7 separate regions of the Mus musculus genome follow, and regions 1, 2, 3, 5, 6 and 7 are each linked to region 4. A link is a contact called in public promoter capture Hi-C data. All regions are on one chromosome and are shown on one strand. The core of a region is the stretch at or near the end of the contact, and the rest is flanking DNA. Distances in the headings are between cores, read along the strand shown. Region 1 holds the start of Wwox (WW domain-containing oxidoreductase). Region 2 overlaps Wwox (WW domain-containing oxidoreductase). Region 3 overlaps Wwox (WW domain-containing oxidoreductase). Region 4 holds the start of Cdyl2 (chromodomain protein, Y chromosome-like 2). Region 5 overlaps Wwox (WW domain-containing oxidoreductase). Region 6 holds the start of 4933408N05Rik (RIKEN cDNA 4933408N05 gene). Region 7 holds the start of Nudt7 (nudix (nucleoside diphosphate linked moiety X)-type motif 7).

Region 1 (2,700 bases), core at 33-2,532, 2.3 Mb before region 4:
CCAAGGCTTTGAACTGCAGGCTGATAGCGCCACCTGGCGTGCAGCTTCGGAAGCACAAGCTTGGATAGTTAAAAAATCCTCATTTCATAACTACTGTGGCGCAGATGTTTTTACAGAAACAAGATGGTCATAAAATCTCCTTAGGGTATGACTTTGTGGGTGTTGGCTTTGTCTCACACGTATTCAAGCTCCTGAAAAATCTTCTTTGCCTGGGTTTACATGCAGATAGATCCTTGTTAGATCAAAGTCAAAGCTAAACTTCCAGGAGCCAGAAATGATAAACAAATAGGGGAAGGGACTAAGTGCTGTTGTGAAGGTAGGCTTCACATTGTGGGTCTAGGATATTTATAACCAGGATTTTTTTTTCAGGTGCTTTAAAAGTCTGCTTTGCAAGTTTGTAATCAGGTGCCGCCTATGAACAAGAGAACCAAGTTATGGTTGGAAGACCATTCTCTCTTAATAGAGAATCTGGAGGCATGAGAATTTGCATGTTCTCGATTTTTGGCTCCCTTTATAGCATAGGCTGGCCTCGAACTTGTGAACTTGTGATCGTTTTGACTTACCCTCCCAAATTCTGGAGTCACTTAGTTCTCCAAGTGTAGGTTTTTTTTTTTTAAATGGCATATTTACATAAACAACACAGATTGTGAATGGAAAAATACCTGGATAGTATCAAGTCAGGACATTTACTCTCGCAGGTGTGTCCAACCTGAGGCTCGTGGCAACACGTGGCCCGGGATACTAATAAATGCTGCCCAACACAAAAATCCTAAACTTTAAGCATTGTGAGATTTTTCTTTTCTTTTTCCTATTTGGATATTCGATTGAGGGCTTCTCTAGTGTAAATTTTGGAAATGACCATGTCACAGTATCATGTCGTAGTGTCAAAAGGTTGTACACCTGCAGGGCATGGGACGAAACTGGAGCTCAGAATAATCTCATCAGAACCTTTCCCCCCTCCCCGCCCCCCCTTTATAGTCCAGTTGAGCTTGGACTACATTTCCCAGGATACTTCACTGCTGGGACTCATTCAGGATTGGGTAAAACAATAAGGAAGTGCCTTCGGGTCGCCCAGCAACGTGCAGAGTCCTGCATGATGACTGGGTAAGCACGCCCCTTCCAGGAGGCTGAGGAAGCTTATTCCAGTTTCTGAGCCGTTCCTGCTTTTCCTTCCACCCCCCACGGCCGTTCCATCTCTTCCGCGTTCCCTCCCGTGCTCTTCTCAGGCTCCGCCCCCTTTCCCGCCAGTAGCTGCAAAACCCGGAAACTGGATTACAGCCGCGGACCGGCTGGGCGAGCAGTGCGCAGGCGCGAGCGGTCTGGTCCCCTCCCGGACGCGCGCGGCGCGGTTGAAGCCAGAGTGAGTTGCTGAGGAGAGCAGGCGGCTACTTCTGTCTCCAGCATGGCAGCTCTGCGCTATGCGGGCCTGGACGACACGGACAGTGAGGATGAGCTGCCTCCGGGCTGGGAGGAGAGAACCACCAAGGACGGCTGGGTGTACTACGCCAAGTAAGCGGCCTTGGAGCGGCGTTCCTGGGAGCCGTGTCCTGCGAGGCCTGGACCCTGCGCTGCCCTGCCAGGCGGGCATGCGCATCCGAAATGCCAGCCACCTGTCCCAGGCTGTCCCCCGTTATTAGGGGATCTGGGTCAAGGTCCCGTCACCTGGCCACCCGCCGCACGCCCCCTGCCGCTCACTAGGTGGCACTGCACCGTGCGGTGGTGGCGCCTAGGTCTTACTCCTCTAAAGAGGAAATAGAGAAAACTTCAAAGCCAAGCTCCTGCCATGGGGACCTGATCTGGAGGCCCAGCAATCTGTATTTTTAAGCAGATGTCCTGGATGGCTCGCAGTGGTTTCCCAGGGAAGTCTTGGAAACCTCCACAGAGCCTTTCCCTGTTGCTAACCGTGACCTTGGGCCACTGAAAGCAAGCCCCTGACTTTTCTGTTCTCCTCATCTCTGAAATGAGCAGACACAAGAATGAATCTGTGCTGTGCACAAGGCACTCAGTGGAGAGGCTAGTAGGTTGCCCCGCAGGCGTTTTCTGTTACTTGGACTGTATCTGTGGCAAAATTGCATAGGCGTGATAGGGGATAGTAGCTCCCATAGGGGGAGCTACTGCAGCTGACTCTATGCTTGGGGACCTCTGTTCATTTTTAAGAAATAGATACTTAATGGACAAAATGCTAGGTTTTCATACAGTCTTGATCAGGCTCTGCCAGTCAAAGAATGAAAAAGCGGGAAATTCGCAATGTAGCAGGTAGCAGTGGAGAAGTCTCCAACACCTCCGACAGCAGCAGGCACAGTCAGCAGGCTGAAAGGCACTCTGTAGGGGAGGACTCGTGTTCACAGGGCAGACACACATGGAGAAAACAACTGCAAAGCCAAAGGGAACTCTGGAGCCGAAAAAATTGCAGCCTCTTCTTGAGGGCTTTGGTTTTAAGTCATTGAGGAGTTTTCATTCCCTAATTTAAGAGTTGGTCAGTTTGAAGAAAAGATAAGGGTTGGTCAACCCACATCTGTTGGGTAACGTGTCCTGATGTGGTCTCGAACTTGCTGAGCCAGTCATCAGCAACAGCTGACTAGCAGGAGAAAAAGCCCACAAGGACTTTGTTTTAAGATGCCAGGCTTTCGACTCACATAAAGAGTGTGAGGAAGAAGCTGGCTGTCTTGGAAGTTCACCACCTGTGTCACCTAGCCATGG
Region 2 (2,700 bases), core at 64-2,563, 2.2 Mb before region 4:
AAAATTAATTTATGATGGGTTCTCCAATGGCATGTGCCGACACGTAGCGTGTTTATACAAGTTTATTTGAGACGGGTGCATAGAGTGTGCTATGGTTTTGCTCAGTATGTTTTTTAGTTGGGGGTTAATTTGGGGAGGGGGCAGTTATATTTGATATCTGTGAATCCTGTGTGCTTTATTATGGAAACATCAATCTAAGCAGAAATTATAGCATTACCTTATTCTGATTGCACACACTGCTATATCGAGTTTTACTGTCCCCCACACAAGTTTTCAAAGTAAACCATGCTTGTTCAGTTGCAGTAATAACCAAACTGAACAACCACTTGTGATAGTTACAGCGTTTGGCCCCAACTCTAGGACAGGAGTTACTGTGATAGACAAGTCCCCCACACCTCTGTAAATTCTTCTGCTCTCTTAGCAGTCTGCCGTTGATCTCCTCCCCCCCCCCCCCCCCCCAGATTGGAACTTGGAAATCAAAGTTTCCTGTTCCGTTTTTACCAGCCCGTTGAACTCAGTAGTCTTACATTGTGGATATTTTAACCTTTGATTATCTGTGGACAATTGAAAATATTAATTTAAAATGAGCTTAGTGTTTTCTTCCATAAGACGTGTAGGGATAAGAAGGCCGCTTATGTGTCCCATAGTATTGAAAAGTTTACAGGTCACCTGACAAGTGCTGAGGCAGCGAATGGGCTGGGACAATAACCAGTTCCATGCTAGAGTGTGAGCGAAGGCGTCTCAGCTGCACGGCAGGGTGGGGGTGATCTTGTCCTCCCCTCCCTTGCTCCTTCCTTCCCTCCCTTCCTTCCATACACCCTGGTAGGTTCTTTTGGGCTCAGCCTAACACCAGGATTGAAACTATCTATTGAGAACCTCGACTTTATTACCTGAAGCTAGAAACCTTTATTGAAAACACTTTTAATTTACTTAATTTTGGCCATCTCATGCCGTGTATGTTTAGACTCCTTAATTTCTTTTTCTCATCTAAATGTACAGCGAGTGTATCTTTGAGCAGGTAAGCCCCGGAACTGGCTTTATTATACATTATACCAGCAAGTTAAGTTTGATTCATTTGAATTTTTAAAATCTCCAGAGCTTTGAGAACGACTTTGGAACATTCTTTACTGTTGGAGCTTAAAGAAAATAAATCTCAAATGTGCTCCTTATTAATTCACCTGCTTGGCAAGCAGAGATGAAAGGGTTTGGCGGGGTTTTCCTATTTTCTCTGATTTCTGTTTGTACTGGAGCAAACTGCCCTTTGCACAGAGTGGCCGAACTTTCATAAAACACAAAGATTTCATTATTGAGATACGAAGAACAAGGGGCAATGTTGTGTTATAAACAGGCCTAGAACCTCCCGTGTAGCTGGTTTGTGTGAGATGTGAGGGACTTGGTAAAGTACTTAATTCGGTGAGCTGTGAATTAAGAGCAGGACCAGGAAACAAAACTTTGTCTCCCTTCAGAAGGTATTTTGAGTGCATGAAGTAAAGAAAAGGGATCAGGTAAAGACGTGAGTTCCTCCACAGAGAGGCAGGAACGGCTTCTCAGTTCCTTTCCAATCTGGGGATCTGGGAACCCACGGCTGCTGATCAGCTTCTCTGGAAATGAGAAGACACAAGGCACAGTGCACACCTTGCAGCCAACTGACGGCTCACCCCAGCTGGTGTTCCTGTGCGACCCCACAGTGGGAAAGTTTGTCATTTGTTTTTGACACATTTCTCTTTGATTTCATACTCTCATTCCTACAGGTCTGGCCTTCCTTCAGGGCCTTCTTGGCGCAGCAGACTCCGTGTATTCAGTTTAGGTAATTTATCACTGCACACCGTGTCTCCTTAATACCTAATCTCTCTCCTTAACACTTTCCCTGTCTTCCAAGCCAGCAGCATAAAGAAGGATTCCAGGGGAGTGGGCCTTAGAGCTTCTGCCAAGAAAAGAAAGGTCAAGGTCCACGAGGTCCCCAAACATCCCACAGATTCACTCCACTGCCCTCCCTTTGCAGGCACGAGTGCAGAACATTGACAATTCACCAAAAGTCACTGCGTGGCTTGGAACAATGGCCCTGTTTTCTCTGCTTGAGGGCTAAGATGGCCACAGGGAAAGAAGCCAGCCAGATCCAAGAGGGCCAAGGGGGCAACACTGTCTCTTCTCTTAGAAAGCTTAAGGGAAGCCAAGAGTTTTGCAGCTCATTACCAACATGAATTTTATTCAGGGCCAGGGGCCCACCTGTGCCTTATTAGAAGTGAGTTTAGCTGTGACAGCATGGGCTGAGAGTGAGGAGGAAGGGAGGGGGCAAGGAAGGGAGGTGGGGGAAAAGCCCCACTAGGTACAACAGAGCTTAGGATAACATGTCTAGAATCTTTCATGTCATATAAAGCATGTGCCGATCACTAGCTGTGAGGAAGGTGGGGAGGAAAGACATGGCGAGTAACAGTCAACTTCTTCGTAAAGAAAGGGTGAAACGACATTTCTCTTCTGCAGACACGTCACTGGCAGTACCTGTTAACTTTAGGCATAGGCCAAGTGTCAACCCTGGAGAGAGACGACCAGTGAACAGCTCCTCCTGCCATTTAATCAGTCCGCTGCATCGTATTTATAGCCCTGGAGAGGTCGGCCCATTGTTACAAGGCGGAATTGTGATGTTCAGCAGTTTATTCCTTGGGAGCTGGAAGCATTTCTCCATGGTGAATTTGTAATATT
Region 3 (2,700 bases), core at 97-2,596, 2.1 Mb before region 4:
GTCTCCAGGGGTGGTGTTGGGCACCCTGCACTTGCTCCCCCTGGAAATGTCTGCTGGACGCAGGGTGAAGCTTCTGAAACCTTTTCAGCCATCACAGCCTCATAACTGTTCATCGGTCTTTTAAGTAAGGATGCATTCTTCCAACTCCCAAGCAGATAACATTTATTCATTCATTCATTCATTCATTCATTGTGTCTGTTTGGTTGGTTGGTTTTGGGTTTGGTTTGGTTTGTTTTTGTTTTTTAGAGACAGGGTCTTACATGTCCAGGTTAGCCCCAAACCAAATAAACGCTTTAAGATGACCTTGAAGTTCTGATCTTCCTGCCTCGGCCTCCATACTGTTTGGTTTATAGACACAAGCCACAATGGCAGGCTCATCGTGAGCTTAGAAAGCCATTTTTAGTAACACTTTTTCTCCCTCAGACCTCCCTAGCTGTGGCCATATCATTTTATCTGTGACATTTGTTGACAACTCCAGCGAATCCCCTGAGCCGTGACTCTCATCAGTGCTAACGCTGTGAGACTCTTCAATACAGTTAGTTCCTCATGTTGTAATGACTCCCCCCCCACCCTAAAACCATTTTCATTGCTGTTCCATAGTTGTAATTTAGCTACTGTCGTGAATCATAACGGAAATATATGATATGTAGGATACCTGATATGGGGCCCGTGTAAACCCTTTGACCTCCAGGTTGAGGACCACTGTCCTAGAGCTTCCCAGAGAGAACTTTAAAATTAAGAGATTGTTGAGTCCTTTGCTCTAGGGCTCTGACTCAACCTCCCCAGCCCTGGGGCTGCAGAAACGCCACACCCAGCTGAGCCATTCTTTCTTAACTGTTACAGGAAACTCCCAGCTCCAATACAAACAAATGAAATGCTGCTTGTTCCAGGCACATCTGGTGATAGCAGAACTGTGTGGGAGCTAGCCTGAGACAGTGAGGGAGCTAGCCTGAGACAGTGGGGGAGCTAGCCTGAGACAGTTGGGGAAGTAGCCTAGGCTTTTAAAAAATAATCTAACCTCCTCCTACCTATTTTACTGCTGTAGGTGGGTCTGGCCTCGCATCAGAGTTACTGATGTATGTATCATTAGTGGACTTCTTAAAAAAGTTTTTAAAGAAAGGAAAGAAAAAGAGCAGCTGAACTCTCCCCCCACCCCGACCCACCCGCCAGGCACACTCCCAGATTTGACTTGCACAGTTTGTCTGTGGATTGATTGGCAGGTGGGTTTATTTTTCGTGGGGTTGAGTTTGGAACCAGAATCGTCTGCAGGCACCCTATCACTGAGTGAACTGTAGCTCCGCCCACCTGCCTGGAGTTCAGGCATAGAACTAGAAATCCTTCTCTGTGAGGCCCTTGGGCAGGTTGTGTAATTTTCTACCTCTCCCCCAACTGAAGGTGACTAAGAAGGTGATGGGGAGGAGGAGGAGGACCACAGTCCTCGGGGAGTGCTGCCAAGTAAATGCTAACTGCTGTATCCATAGAGCAGTGTTTCCTGGGGACCTTCTGTGCTCCATGCTGGGAGCCAAAGGGGACTGAGATACAGAAAGGAGATAAAATGGAGTCAGGTGACAGTGTTACCACCTCATTGGCCTCCAGTAGGAATGGCAGTTTCCCCCCTGCAGACCTAGAGTGTGCTGAGAACCTACCCCCAGTGAAGCGAAATGGCTTTCACACACTGTCCATGTCCTCCTTGCTGTAGTCTCAAGGCGGGCAACCTTTGCTGACATGGTTTTAATTATCATAAGAAACCATTACAGGGAAATTACAACCCGGGGGCATCTGCGTGCTAACATTTGGTTCTGGTTTTTCTTGAGACTGGAATTTCCTCCTCTGGCTACCCATGGTCCAGCCAGGTTCTCCTCTGCTGCATTGGGGGGGGGGGGGGGGGCAGGGGCGTGGGATACTGAAATAAAGAAGGATGAAGCATGGGGGAAGGGAGCTGTGATGTTTCTTAGAATAGTCCTCTGCCTCAGAGGTTCTGGAAAGAGCTGTCATTGTGTTGGCTGACTCTGTCACCAAAGGGCCGGGATAACAGCTAAAATAGCTCTCGAGGCTTTGTGGGCAAAAGCGACCTGGCTCCACTGTTGTGCTGGAGGCATTCGAATGGCACTTGAGGGCAGGTATCAGGGTCTGGCGTCAAATCATACGCTGCTTAGCAGTGTTTTCTATGTAATAAAACACGCCATTTCCTTCCCACACCCCTGGGCAGTGTAGATAGTCATAGAGAAAGCCCTTTGCAGTGTAGATGCTGTGTGGTTGGGACAGGTGTCGGAAGGGGTCCTTTCTCTCTTTTCCTAGTAACAACTTGTTATTGTCATTGGAATTGTCTGCCTGGCATTATGTGCCCCGCCCCTGCTCTCTCTCACACACACACACACACACACACACACACACACACAGGAAGGGGGTATATGTTCCAAGAAAACACTGGAAGATCTTCATTTTAATAATCTCTGATTTAGTGGAAATGAGTAGTTAAATAGGACCTGGTGGTGAGGCTTGGAATCCCAGCTACTGCAGAGGCTGAGCCAGGAGCGTCTCCAGCTGAAACCCAGTCCAGTCAACTTCATAAGACCCTGTCTCCTTGTACAAAGTAAAAATACAAGTGTTGGGGGACATAGCTCAATGGTGGAGCTCTAGTCTCTCAAATACTAGGCCCCACCCCCACCCCGCCAGTTCATCAAACGCAATAGCATTAGC
Region 4 (2,700 bases), core at 104-2,603:
GCCCTTTGGCTTCTTTATTCAGACCCTTTTCGTGAGAACAAACACCTCTTGAAGGGCATACTCCCCCTGGGATCAGTGGTGGCTTCTTATTTGTCCAGGAGTCCAAATCCCACTCAAGAACTGTTGTGGTCCCGAGGCCAGCTAAGCCCTCTCTCCCCAGGGACCGTGGGTATTTCTTGTCCAAAAGATGACAGATGGACGCCTTCTTTCAACATTTTGAACCGATTTCAAAATATCCAGTGCCCACTACTACCTGTGTGACCTTAGAGACAAGTATGACCCCCTTAGTGTGCCAGTGGAGTTCTGGGAACTGGATTCACACCCATGTCCTCTGACAAGTCTGACCACCCACATACAAGTTTCAGGCCAGCTTCCCTTCCACCTGGAGGGTCCCTCTGCAGCCCCTCTTTCACCCTAGGAAGCATGACACCAGCAGAGGCGACCAACCCCCAAGCCCTTGCCAGGAGAGCTTCAGAGTCCAGAGAAGGGGGACACTAGGCAGCAGGTGGGGGGAGGGGGCAGGCACTCAGTGGCCCCTGTGGAACTGCAAGAGTGGTGTCCCCAGGGCACCCCCTCCCCCGTGCCCCAACACTCTTGTCCTTTTCATTCCCCTTCCTAGGAACCTGGCTCCGCTTTGATCACCCACCCAACCCACACCCGCGCACCCCCGGGGGCTCAAGACCCCTAAATTGGGCCGTCCGCAGCGCGGGCCCCCCCGCATTCCCTCGCACGCCCGGCGACTTTTTTTTTCTTTTTCCTTAATTTTTTTTTTAACCTGTACTTTTTTTTTCCACACTCGGGGCGGCTCGTCGGGGCTGAGCAAGCACCTCCCCGGGACCGCTACCTTCCCTCCCTCCGCCCCGGCTCCGCCCGGCTTCCTCCTTCCCCTCTCCAAGGCCGCAAAGTAGATGGAGTAAGAGAGTGTGTGCGCGAGAGAAAGAGAAAGAGGGAGCGGGCGCCGCGGGAGGCGGCGGCGGGAGGCGCGCCCGGCCCCCGCCACCCTCCGGTCCCCGCCGCCACCCTCGGGTCCGCCGCCACCCTCGAGTCCCCCAGCCGCCCTCCAATCCCCGGCGCCACCACCCGCGGGCTCAGGACTACGCTCACACCAGCTCGGCCAGGCCCGGTTCCCCGGCGCCGCCCGCGCCCCGGCTTCTCCGTACCTCGTAAAGGTCCCCAGAAGCCATGCCAGGCTGCGGAACTTGGCTCGCCGGGTGTGCGCGTCTTGCTCGCTCGCGCGCTCCCGTGCGTGTGCGCGCGGGGGGCCCGGGTTGCGCGCGCGCGTGAGCGCGTGTGTGCGTGCGTGTGTATAAGTGTGTGGTGTATGTGTGTGTGTTTGCGTGCGCGCGCGCGCGCGTGTCTGTGTGTGAGTGTGTGTGAGAGTGTGTGCGCGCGAGTGTGTGCGGCGTGTTGAGTAAACTGTGTTTTTGCAGAATGACAGGCTTGGGGGCCGCCTGTGCGCAGAATCGGAGCGGGCGGCGGCGGGGCTGGCGTAACCGGCGGCGGCCGCGGCAATCGCGGCGACACGCGAGCGCGGGCAGGGGCGACCGACGGCTGCGCAGCGCGCCCTGAGCCTCGGACGCGGCCCCCTGAGCGCCCGGGCCCCCGTGTCCCGAGGCCGGTGACTGTAGCGCTCGGCTCGCCCCGGCGCCGCCTGCAGGAAGCCGCCCCGCGCCCGCCGCCCGCCCGGACGCTGCTGCCACTGGGCGAGTCCCCGCCTCCCGGGAGCCCGGCCCGGCCCCCGGGGCGGAGGGGGCGGCGGCCACCGAGGGCCGAGCCCGGGTACCGCTCCCGAGCCCGGCCGCGCGCGCAGCCGCGAGGCCCCCAGAGTACCCGGCCAGGTGCCCACCCGGAATGACCTGCCCGGGCTGCGAAGGGGCGGCCAAGAGGCAGGTATCAACCTGCAGGTCTCAGGCAAGGGAGCCCCTCTTCAGTCCTGCTTCTAGCTCCAGAGTACCCCACTCTTCTCCTTCCCGGGGAGGGGACTGGGCACGTTCTTAGGAAAACTGGCCCCTCGGAGCTGAGGGGCCCCCTTGCTTCCAGGATGAGTTTTCAAGGAGAGGAGAGAGGAAGTGGCTGGTCCACAGGCTCCAAGGAGAGCCAGGACAGTGGCAGTCACCACTAAACCCTGCGAAGTGTTTTAGAGCCAGACATGGCCTCCCCTGGAAGCTCTCTTGCCTCACTATCCAATCAGTTAATCAACAAACATTTCCCAAAGTCCACCCAACTACAAGTGTCTGCAGCCACCAGTGAGACCCTGCCCACACTGGACTTTGAATCCCAGAGGGAAGAGGAGATGCGCATTAGGGAAGAGAGGAAGGGTTCCTTCAATGTCTCAACAGGAGTTCCCTCTACTGCTGGGCTACAGAGGTAGAGTTACCTCTTTCTAAAAAGTTATCTCCTCCTAAAAGCATCCTGTATGTATGGTCACCTTTGTACCTAAAGGCTTCTCTTTTTAAAATAGTACAACTCTCTCAGAATCCCGGGGTGAGTGTTCTGACATTGGAGAAGGACACAAGGGACTCAGGCTCCAAATGTCTGTCCACCTCGTCATTTTTTTTTCAATTTTTTTACATTCAAATATGTAATGAATATGAACCATATCCTCCTTTGGTCGTTTGCTGTTTGCAGCACGGTGGGCAGATCACCTGCTCTCCTTTCCAAATGGGTGGCCATATACAAGCAGCACCGTGGAGGATCCAG
Region 5 (2,700 bases), core at 185-2,684, 2.2 Mb before region 4:
TCAAAGTCATGTGATCCCGAAGGGGTATTGACCCTCACACAGAACTCCGTGACATGCCTTCCTATTTGGATGCTTCCTAAGTTGGTTCCCGCCGCACCCTGTGGACCATTGTCCTCGCCTCCGACGATGGCAGAATCCCAAGTACCAAGATGTTTCAAGACGTTCCTGGGCCATAATTAACCTTCTTCAAAACTAAGAGGGAAGAAAGTCAGGGAAAGGTCTCCTGTAATCCAGAAAGGGCAGGAAGGAAGAAAGGCTCCCCAGCAGTCTTGAAAGCCTGCTCTTTTCCGTTCCATATTAAGAAACCTCCTAAGAATACAGCCCTCCTGCAAATGTCTCCTCTTCTCCAAACTGAAAGAGCGTGCGCTTGAGCACAGGCCAATCCAAGCTGGCCGCCCTTCCCAACTCTCTGTAGCCTGGCTCGTTTGCCACACCTGTGACTGCGTTCCTGGCTCCCAAGGAAAGCTAGATTTTCTTTTGCCATCGTGATTGCATGATGAGCCCACTTAATGGAATTAAGTGAAAACTCATCTGAATTGTGTATCCCAAGACCCAAACTGCTGCATCCAGATAAAACCAGATAGGACCCAGTTTGCAGGGTCTTCTGCTGTCTTCCCCCAAGAGGTCCATGCCCCATGACCTAGTCTTTCTCCCTCTCTGTTGAATGCTCCTCTATTTTTGAAATCACGGATTCTGCTAGTCTATTCTTTAAACCCAGGGAGGGGGCACGGGAGAGTATCGGCCCCTTCAGAAAACGGCTAACAGGAAGCCCAAGGCATCTTTCAGTGTAGGTTTTGCCTGCTGCTGGGAATGGCTCCATCAATCACGGTTGCTCACGTTGAGCCAGTCTTTATGTCAGTTCAACCGTCTTCCATCAAGTTCGGTGAAGCAGAGTCCAAGAACAAGATGAATGTCCAAGCCACTTCAGCGGGGTGGAGAGGGCTTTGCTTTTAAATGCCCACGTTGTTTTCTTAATATTTTCTCCTTCCTCTTCTGAAGCCAGTTTCTTAATGACCATCACTCATGGATTCGTTCTTTTCACCTTGTTCAGGAGGAGGGATGGTGCCAGGCTGTAAGTGCAGGCAATTGATCAGTTGAGGAGGTGTATTCATTATCTGTCCTCTGCTCTCAAGAAAGGGAAATAAATCCCAGGACCCCCGGGGGTGATCCTCATAGCCACAGGAATGCGAGAGGCCCCATTCTCCAGTCGGTCCCTAGCAACACAGTCTGGTCGGTTGGGAGTCTTGCATGAGGATGTATTATTGACCCACACAAGATGGGATAACATGGCTGTTCAGAGGGATGGAGTTTGTATGTCTCTGCCACAGTGCCGTTTACACTTTTGTTGCCAGAAATCTACGGGATCCCTGCCCTCGCCTGGCGTTGTGTCGGGTTCTGTCCTTCTGAAAATATTTGTTGAGTGACTGCAGTGTACAGAACCGTGGGATACCAGGAGTAGATGTGAAGAAACCTGGGAGGGTCCGAAGTCCCCGGGGCAGCTCAGGGAGAGGAGTGTGTTTCCACTGACACTCTTTGAAGTGCTGTGACAATAAGAAGTTGAAATGTTTTATGAAGTCTTGAAAAATCTTCCCTCAGTGGACCTCGCTCCCTTGGCCACCTGTGGGCCTTTCCATGCCATGCTGCGGAACTGGGAACCTTGGGCCTCGAGCAACAGTAAGGATGCTGACCAGTCCTGCAGGAGGGTGATGGGTGAACAGGGAGGTAGCATGCGAATACAGATGATAACTGTACCATCTGCGTTGACCCAGATATCACCCAAAATCTCCTCTCCCTTTCTTTCTGTTAGCTCAGTGCAAACTCTAACTTTGCATAGTCCCACTGGTCCTGTGAAAAACTCATGGCCTTCTCTGGCTCTCAACTCCTGGGTCTGTGGTCTTGGGCCACTTTCTGATCCCCTGGGCATGCGCTTGTGGTTCATGTGTGCCCAGCTAGATGTGGGATTGTCCCCTTTCCTCCCTCCCAGTTATACTTGGCATCCTGCAGCACCTCTGGGTTGCATCCCTCAATCAAGAGAACCCCTGTGCAAGTGGAGCTGTGAACACTCATCTCTGTACAGTGGGGCCTGAATGGTGAATCTCACAAGACCATTTACTCTGGAATGGGCCAGGCAGACCATGGGAGGTGACAGTGATGGTGCCACGAACACTCCTTAGGTATCCACTCAGGGCTGGGCTCAGTGCGCCATGTTCTCTGCACATCCTCTTGGCATCACTGAAGGTAAGTTCTCTGGCGTCCTGTGCTACTGATGAGCAGGCATGGTCCCGTCCTCTTCCCTATGCTCTTGGATTGGTCCTGAGGGTGTAGACAGTGTGGACTTGCCTCTACTGCCTCCCCAGGCCCGCCTGCTCTTTCCTGAGCTCTTCCTGTACCATCACAAGCCCCCTACGGTGCTCTGGGTACTGGAACTTAGTGCTGAGCTGGGTGTCTCTGCCCTCTGCACTGTCACTGGAGAAGCCTGGGTGGTTTTTTAAACCCTGTAATATACTCAGCTGGTTTCAGGCAGAGGTGAGAAGGCGTGGCCTGTGGAGGTTGACCCTTGTGGTTGTGAATGTGGGAGGGGTAAGAATTTAAATCTTGAACATGTTCTAGGATAATTGAAGTGACTATTTTAGCAACATTTGAGTTTTCTGTTTTTTATGCGCTAACACATACACACACACACTCCCCCACCCCCACATC
Region 6 (2,700 bases), core at 146-2,645, 2.4 Mb before region 4:
CTCAGAGGCCAGTATTCTACAATAGGGGTGGGGGTGAAGACCTGACCTCTACAAAATAGAGGTGGTGAAAGAAAATGGCAAGGCTGGATAAGAATGGAGTATGACAAAATCGATGTAGAAAATATCAGAATAAAAGCAGTTCTTTGTGTGTGAAAGATAGTCAAAAACTGAAAATACATCTTATAAAGAAGTGATTTTTAAAAAAAAAAATATTAAAGCCAGGTGTCTTAGTCAGAGTTCTGCCACTGTGGAGAGAAACCATGACCACGGCAACTCTTATGAAGGAAAGCACTTAAATGGGGCCTGCTTACAGTTTCAGAGGTGTAGTCCATTGTGGTCATAGGAGGTAGCGTGGTGACATATAAGCAGCCGTGGTGCTAGAGAAGACCCTCAGAGTTCTACAGCCAGATCCACAGGCAGTAGGAAGAAAAAGATGCTGGGCCTAACTTGGGTCCTTGAGCCCTCAGAACCTACCTCCATTGACACACTTCCTCCAACATCTCCTAATCCTTTCAAATGGTGGCATGCCCTGGTGACCAGGTTTTAAAATCCACAAGTCGGGGGGGGGGGGCATTCCTATTCAAACCACCACACCAGGCACTCAATAATGCAAGTACAATGTCAGTTTGAGCAACACAGAACCCTGTTACACAGACACATCTCGCACACACACACACAAGAGCACTTTCCCCCAAGAACCTTTGTCTCTATACTTTCTGAAAACATAGACCATATATATATATGTATATATATATGTATATATATATGTATATATATATATATGTATATATATGTGTATATATATGTATATATATACATATATATGTGTGTGTATGTATGTGTGTGTATATATACATATATATGTATGTATATATACATATACATATACATATACATATACATATACATATACATATACGCCCTCAGAGGCAGCCGCTGGAGCCGGAGCTGGAGCTAGTTGTTAGCTACTGGATGCTGGAGTGAGGAACCAAATTCAGATGCTTTGCAAATTCAGCAAGCACTCTTCATTGCTAAGCAATCTCTCTAGGCCCCACAAACAGCTGTTAACACTGCTTAGAGTAGCTAAGGCTCGCTTCTTATTAATCTGGAGGAATTGCTGCCTGACTTCCTAACAATTCCTACCAAACTCTTGGCTGTGCGAAATTTCCCAAACCTGTTCTCTTCCTCGTGGCTCTAGAGGGCCACCAGCTCTATTATCCACCAGCCACGCTTTTACACGAAGTCTGCTCTGACCACCTATGAATCCCAGTTTAGGACCAGTGTTCAATCTGACAAGGCTCTGCCAACACATCGCCCAGTTGCTGGAAGACAGTGTCTCCTTCGACTGTACCCTTGGATTCCCTATATATTAAGGTTTGTTTGGTCTTGATACCATGGCAACATAGAACCCAGGCTAATAGATATTCCTCGGTGGTTAAAAGAAAAAATAACTGATAGGCAAGCAGAAAAGATGCAAAGGAAACCTTTTCTTTTCTTTTCTTTTCTTTTTTTTTTTTTAAGGGTTGGAACTTTCCCGTTTCCCCTTCATGTCCCTGCCAATGGTCAGGGATAATTAAAAATTAGACCTTGGAGTCACACAGATGCTGACAAGGGCAACATAAGGCTGATGAGACCATCTGTTTCCAGCACTAATGGAAACAAATGGCAATAAACCAAATTACTCAGATTTCATCTCTCCCTGACAGGCTCTTCCAAAACACAGATCACTGTGCAGAATCCTTTCCACCACTTGGGGGAATTGTCTGACTACCCAAAATGATCCTAAAGACAGGGTCTAGTTGTACACCTCAGATCTTGTCAGCTCCTCCCCTCAAGCATCCCTCACTTCCTGTCCTCACTGGACTCCGAATTTCTTCACCTGTCAACATTGCCCTCAGGAAAGTCTTCCTGATTCCCTCACCGCACCTCACTACTCCTCACAGAGCCGCCCCTGCATGCTTCAACGGTGCCCCCCACCCCCTCCAGGAAGCAAGGCGCCACCCCCACTCCCATTTCCCTGACTGAGCCACCTACTCCTCTTCAGAACTCAGGTCTGACCGTACACAGCTTCTCTTCCGGAAACGCCTCTCCACTCCTGAAACCCCAGCGCGGAACGCCACTTTTCTCCAAATTGAGTCATTTCCTCCCCTGGGCTCCCACGCCTCTTCACTCATTCTGAGAACGTAGCTCTTCCCACACTCTCTGGGAATTGACTGTCTCGTTGGCCCCCTCCCTCCTCTCCCAGCCTGTAGGCTTTTCCAGGGTATGCTGCTGTTGCAAGCATTCATCTGTGCTTGCTGCCTGGCAGAGAGCTGGTTGAAGTTTATACCTTGGCCAAGGTGGACTGGTTGACGGAAAAGGCACATCTTTCTCTGGGGAGATGGGAATAACACATCTCTAAGCCTTGGCTGTGTAAGGAGCCCAAATCCTTTATAACATCATCATCACAATCTGACAGCGTGGATAAGAACTTGGGTACTCAAGTCCTTGTTATAGTCGTTGCTTGGGAAGAATGACCGAAGCTCACATTTTATAAACCTTTTGGAATGTTTAAATCACATTCAAAAGCATCAGTAATGGAATATTGATACCCTTGTTCCCACAGTGATGAACACTTATGCCTCCTTCCTTTACAGTCCCTAGTAGTTAAGATAAGTCTCAGGTATTGATATTAATCTGTATGCATATATTTATTATTAT
Region 7 (2,700 bases), core at 104-2,603, 2.6 Mb before region 4:
TACTTAATTTTACATTCAATTTCTTTGAATTTTAAGAGAAGAAAAGAAAAATAAAAAAGAAGTAGAAGACATGAATTGGGGAGGCAGATGTGGTTGGGGGTTCTGGGAGGAAAATGGAGGGGTATGGAAGGTGGGTGTTATTGTAATCACTTACAATAGATACATTGTACTCATGTGTGACATTAGGGAAGGATATATGAATTGTAAAGCCCATCATTAAGTTTGTGTGTCAGACACTATGCCAGTCTTTGGAGAAGCCTGCCTTGCTCCCCTCTCCCCCCCCCCCCCCAGTCTCAGTTCCGGCCAGCCTCCCCGCTCAGCTCACACTCTCTCTCAGCTCTGTGTGAGGTGATGGAGCTCTCCCATTGCTAGGCAGTTCATCCCTGAAAACAGGTGCAGGTGTCAGACAGCAGCATCTACCTACACTGGGGACCTGCCACCCTCCTGGGACTTAGTAGGTGTGTGCTTCTGGGCAGTCTGCATTGCAGCAGGACACTGGAGACATTGATACTGGGGTGGGGGTGGAGGTGTGGAGAGCTACATGTTAGACACTCTCTTTTGGCCAGGAGTGAGGAGCTCGGCCTGGTTTTCCAAGCCCCCAACTCTCCACCCAGCCTCCTTTTCCCCTCCCAGCCTCTGAGCCTACCTACCTGAGTTTCATTCCTGGAACTCACAGGGTGGAAGGAGAGAACTGGCTCCTGAAAGTTGTCCTCTGATCTTCATACATATTCTGTAGCACACACACACACACACACACACACACACACACACACACACACACGCACGCACACACGCGCGCGCACACACACACACACACACACACACACACACACACGCGCGCACACACACACACACACACACACACACACTAGTAAATAAAATGTTTTGTTTTTGGTTTTTGGTTTTCGTTTTTGTTTGGTTTTTCAAGACACGGTGTTTCTCTATGTAACAGTCCTGGCTGTCCCAGAACTCACTTTGTAGACCAGGCTGCCCTGGAACTCAAGAGTAATCTGCCTGCCCCTACCTCCCAAGTGCTGGGATTAAAGGCATGTACCACCATGCCCGGCAAGCGTAATTAATTTTTAATTTTTTAAAATTAAGTACTTTTTACAACTGCTTATTGCAAATTTTCTCACATGCTCCATGGTTTTGAAGAAGCCCACGCTACTAGACAGCAATCTTTTTTTTTTTTTTTTTTTTTTAGTGTATTCAACACTTTAAATCCGGTCAGCACCACCTTCGGACCTAACTCCGCCCCGAACACGCCCTACCTATAGGCCCCGCCCCTAGCACTTCGGGCGTCTTTGAAGGGCCCCGCCCTCAGCCTCTCCTCCCTGAAAAGTCCCCGCCCTCATTCCTAGCTGGGGCTACTAAGCGCATGCGCGTCAGAACTATTTGCTTCCCGAAGTCTCCTGCTGCTAGTAAGAGGAAGTACTGCAGGGCTGATGTCGCGACCTTGTGGACTCCCGGAGCCTGTCAGGTAAAGCTCTCCGGCTCCAAGCACCGGAGCCTGACCAAGCCGGGCTCTGATCATTGCACAGGCCCTATCTATCCACCCTGCAGTTCAGGCTCCTCAGGGCTCCCCTCCAGCCGGAACTTTGCTCTTCTGCTCCTGGGGACAGAGTTGGGGTTTTCACCTAACAAGATTCACACACGCGCAGGCGTGTCCTCATCTCCCAGGGTCACAGCGTTTCCCTTTTGCCAATCCGAGTCACTCTTCAGGAACCCCCACAGCGGAACCTCAGAACCCCAACATGGCCAGACAGTTATGCATCAGCCAAACAGAGTTCAAGTTCCTGGGTGGCTTCTTCCACCCATAACCGAGGTTCTTGCTCAAGGCATTGCTGCTCCCAGCCTGGCCTCAGTACTACAAGGCTGTTCTGAGAACTCAACACAGAATGGGCCAGCCCTGCTCCTATTTTGATGGTATTGTCTCGACACAATTAGACTTTTATTTTCCTGCTGCCTCTGGGCAGTTCTAGGGGTTGTTTAAAAGCCTTCTTCCTCTTTGGCTGGCTAATTGTCTTTTCTGGACAGAGGCCTGTGAGTATCAGCTGTACTGTGTGCCAGCTTTCATTGGCCCTTTCCAGGACATTTGATTGGTTTGCAGCCAGCTCTCTGTCACATGGATGGGATGGGGCTTGTGGGGGGGGGGGGCGGTGTTTGAGAATAAGCAAACCCCTCTAACCAAAGGCTTGTTAAGGATGCGCTAGTGATTAACACTCACAGCTCAGGGCCACCTTGTTCATGAACTGGCCACTTTACCTGCACGGCTACCCTCGAGCAAGTTACAGATGAGGACTTCTCGAGGCTCCAGGAGATGATGGGTAGCCCAGGCTGATCTCAAACTTTCGGTAGTCGTTCTGCCTCAGCTTCTCCAAGCACTAGGAGGTTGCAGGTGTGAGCTAGTTACCGCACCCGGCTCCACCCAGCTTTTGAGATGGAATGAGTTCTGGCTGACCTAAACATCTGGTTTTGCACAGTCATACTGCGGAATAGTGAGAACTAATGTTACACTTTCTACAGCCACTGTGACAAAGTCCTACCAACTGGATGACTTGAGGAATAGCAATTAGCCTCTCTTGGGTCTGAAGGACCCATAATCAGGTCTGAAGTCCATAATCAAGGTATTAGCAGGCACACAATCAGAAGTCTCTGGGGATGTTCCATTGCCCCTTCCAGCTTCTGGTAACTTTCGAT

Evidence for each region. Promoter capture Hi-C pulls out the DNA fragments that hold promoters and counts their contacts.
Region 1: a promoter capture Hi-C map of liver shows a contact between it and region 4, with 6 times the contacts expected there. The contact joins the promoter of Wwox here to the promoter of Cdyl2 in region 4. A contact is called at or near these places in 7 of 39 promoter capture datasets (the HPC-7 cell line, cranial neural crest, frontonasal cranial neural crest and 3 more), 1 of 15 datasets of contacts at CTCF or cohesin (large pre-B cells), 5 of 484 Hi-C or Micro-C datasets (CD4 T cells, the HPC-7 cell line, liver and 2 more), 2 of 115 datasets of contacts at active chromatin or transcription factors (astrocytes and large pre-B cells) and 2 of 9 other capture datasets (adipose tissue and liver).
Region 2: a promoter capture Hi-C map of liver shows a contact between it and region 4, with 7 times the contacts expected there. The contact joins the enhancer-like site here to the promoter of Cdyl2 in region 4. A contact is called at or near these places in 7 of 39 promoter capture datasets (the 3T3-L1 cell line, embryonic stem cells, hippocampal neurons and 3 more) and 1 of 115 datasets of contacts at active chromatin or transcription factors (large pre-B cells).
Region 3: a contact with region 4 is called in a promoter capture Hi-C map of trophoblast stem cells, with 9 times the contacts expected there. The contact joins the enhancer-like site here to the promoter of Cdyl2 in region 4. A contact is called at or near these places in 6 of 39 promoter capture datasets (embryonic stem cells, hippocampal neurons, liver and 3 more).
Region 5: a contact with region 4 is called in a promoter capture Hi-C map of liver, with 3 times the contacts expected there. The contact joins the enhancer-like site here to the promoter of Cdyl2 in region 4. A contact is called at or near these places in 6 of 39 promoter capture datasets (embryonic stem cells, hippocampal neurons, liver and 2 more) and 1 of 115 datasets of contacts at active chromatin or transcription factors (embryonic forebrain).
Region 6: a promoter capture Hi-C map of hippocampal neurons shows a contact between it and region 4, with 6 times the contacts expected there. The contact joins the promoter of 4933408N05Rik here to the promoter of Cdyl2 in region 4. A contact is called at or near these places in 3 of 39 promoter capture datasets (the 3T3-L1 cell line, embryonic stem cells and hippocampal neurons).
Region 7: a contact with region 4 is called in a promoter capture Hi-C map of pre-B cells, with 2.6 times the contacts expected there. The contact joins the promoter of Nudt7 here to the promoter of Cdyl2 in region 4. A contact is called at or near these places in 3 of 39 promoter capture datasets (cranial neural crest, hippocampal neurons and pre-B cells).

The regions. Positions count from the first base shown.
Region 1 is chr8:114,438,370-114,441,069 of GRCm38.p6, forward strand. It overlaps Wwox (WW domain-containing oxidoreductase), which reads left to right and starts at 1,283. Exons shown (of 9, transcript NM_019573.3): 1 at 1,283-1,509. The coding sequence starts at 1,403.
Region 2 is chr8:114,534,453-114,537,152 of GRCm38.p6, forward strand. All of the region lies in intron 5 of Wwox (WW domain-containing oxidoreductase), which reads left to right. Among named protein-coding and RNA genes, the nearest start is that of Gm16116, 61 kb to the right of the region's middle. Within about 2 kb of position 1,314, at least 6 of the 459 cell types and tissues checked have an H3K27ac peak or open chromatin away from gene starts, as enhancers often do. A contact at or near this core is called in liver, where this site is marked.
Region 3 is chr8:114,633,500-114,636,199 of GRCm38.p6, forward strand. All of the region lies in intron 5 of Wwox (WW domain-containing oxidoreductase), which reads left to right. Among named protein-coding and RNA genes, the nearest start is that of Gm30554, 17 kb to the left of the region's middle. Within about 2 kb of position 1,347, at least 35 of the 459 cell types and tissues checked have an H3K27ac peak or open chromatin away from gene starts, as enhancers often do. A contact at or near this core is called in embryonic stem cells and trophoblast stem cells, where this site is marked.
Region 4 is chr8:116,731,638-116,734,337 of GRCm38.p6, forward strand. It overlaps Cdyl2 (chromodomain protein, Y chromosome-like 2), which reads right to left and starts at 1,354. Exons shown (of 7, transcript NM_029441.3): 1 at 1,161-1,354. The coding sequence starts at 1,184.
Region 5 is chr8:114,558,382-114,561,081 of GRCm38.p6, forward strand. All of the region lies in intron 5 of Wwox (WW domain-containing oxidoreductase), which reads left to right. Among named protein-coding and RNA genes, the nearest start is that of Gm16116, 37 kb to the right of the region's middle. Within about 2 kb of position 1,435, at least 3 of the 459 cell types and tissues checked have an H3K27ac peak or open chromatin away from gene starts, as enhancers often do. A contact at or near this core is called in liver, where this site is marked.
Region 6 is chr8:114,350,083-114,352,782 of GRCm38.p6, forward strand. It overlaps 4933408N05Rik (RIKEN cDNA 4933408N05 gene), which reads right to left and starts at 1,396. Exons shown (of 3, transcript NR_045831.2): 1 at 312-1,396. All of the region lies in intron 7 of Vat1l (vesicle amine transport protein 1 like), which reads left to right.
Region 7 is chr8:114,132,221-114,134,920 of GRCm38.p6, forward strand. It overlaps Nudt7 (nudix (nucleoside diphosphate linked moiety X)-type motif 7), which reads left to right and starts at 1,354. Exons shown (of 4, transcript NM_024437.4): 1 at 1,354-1,480. The coding sequence starts at 1,446.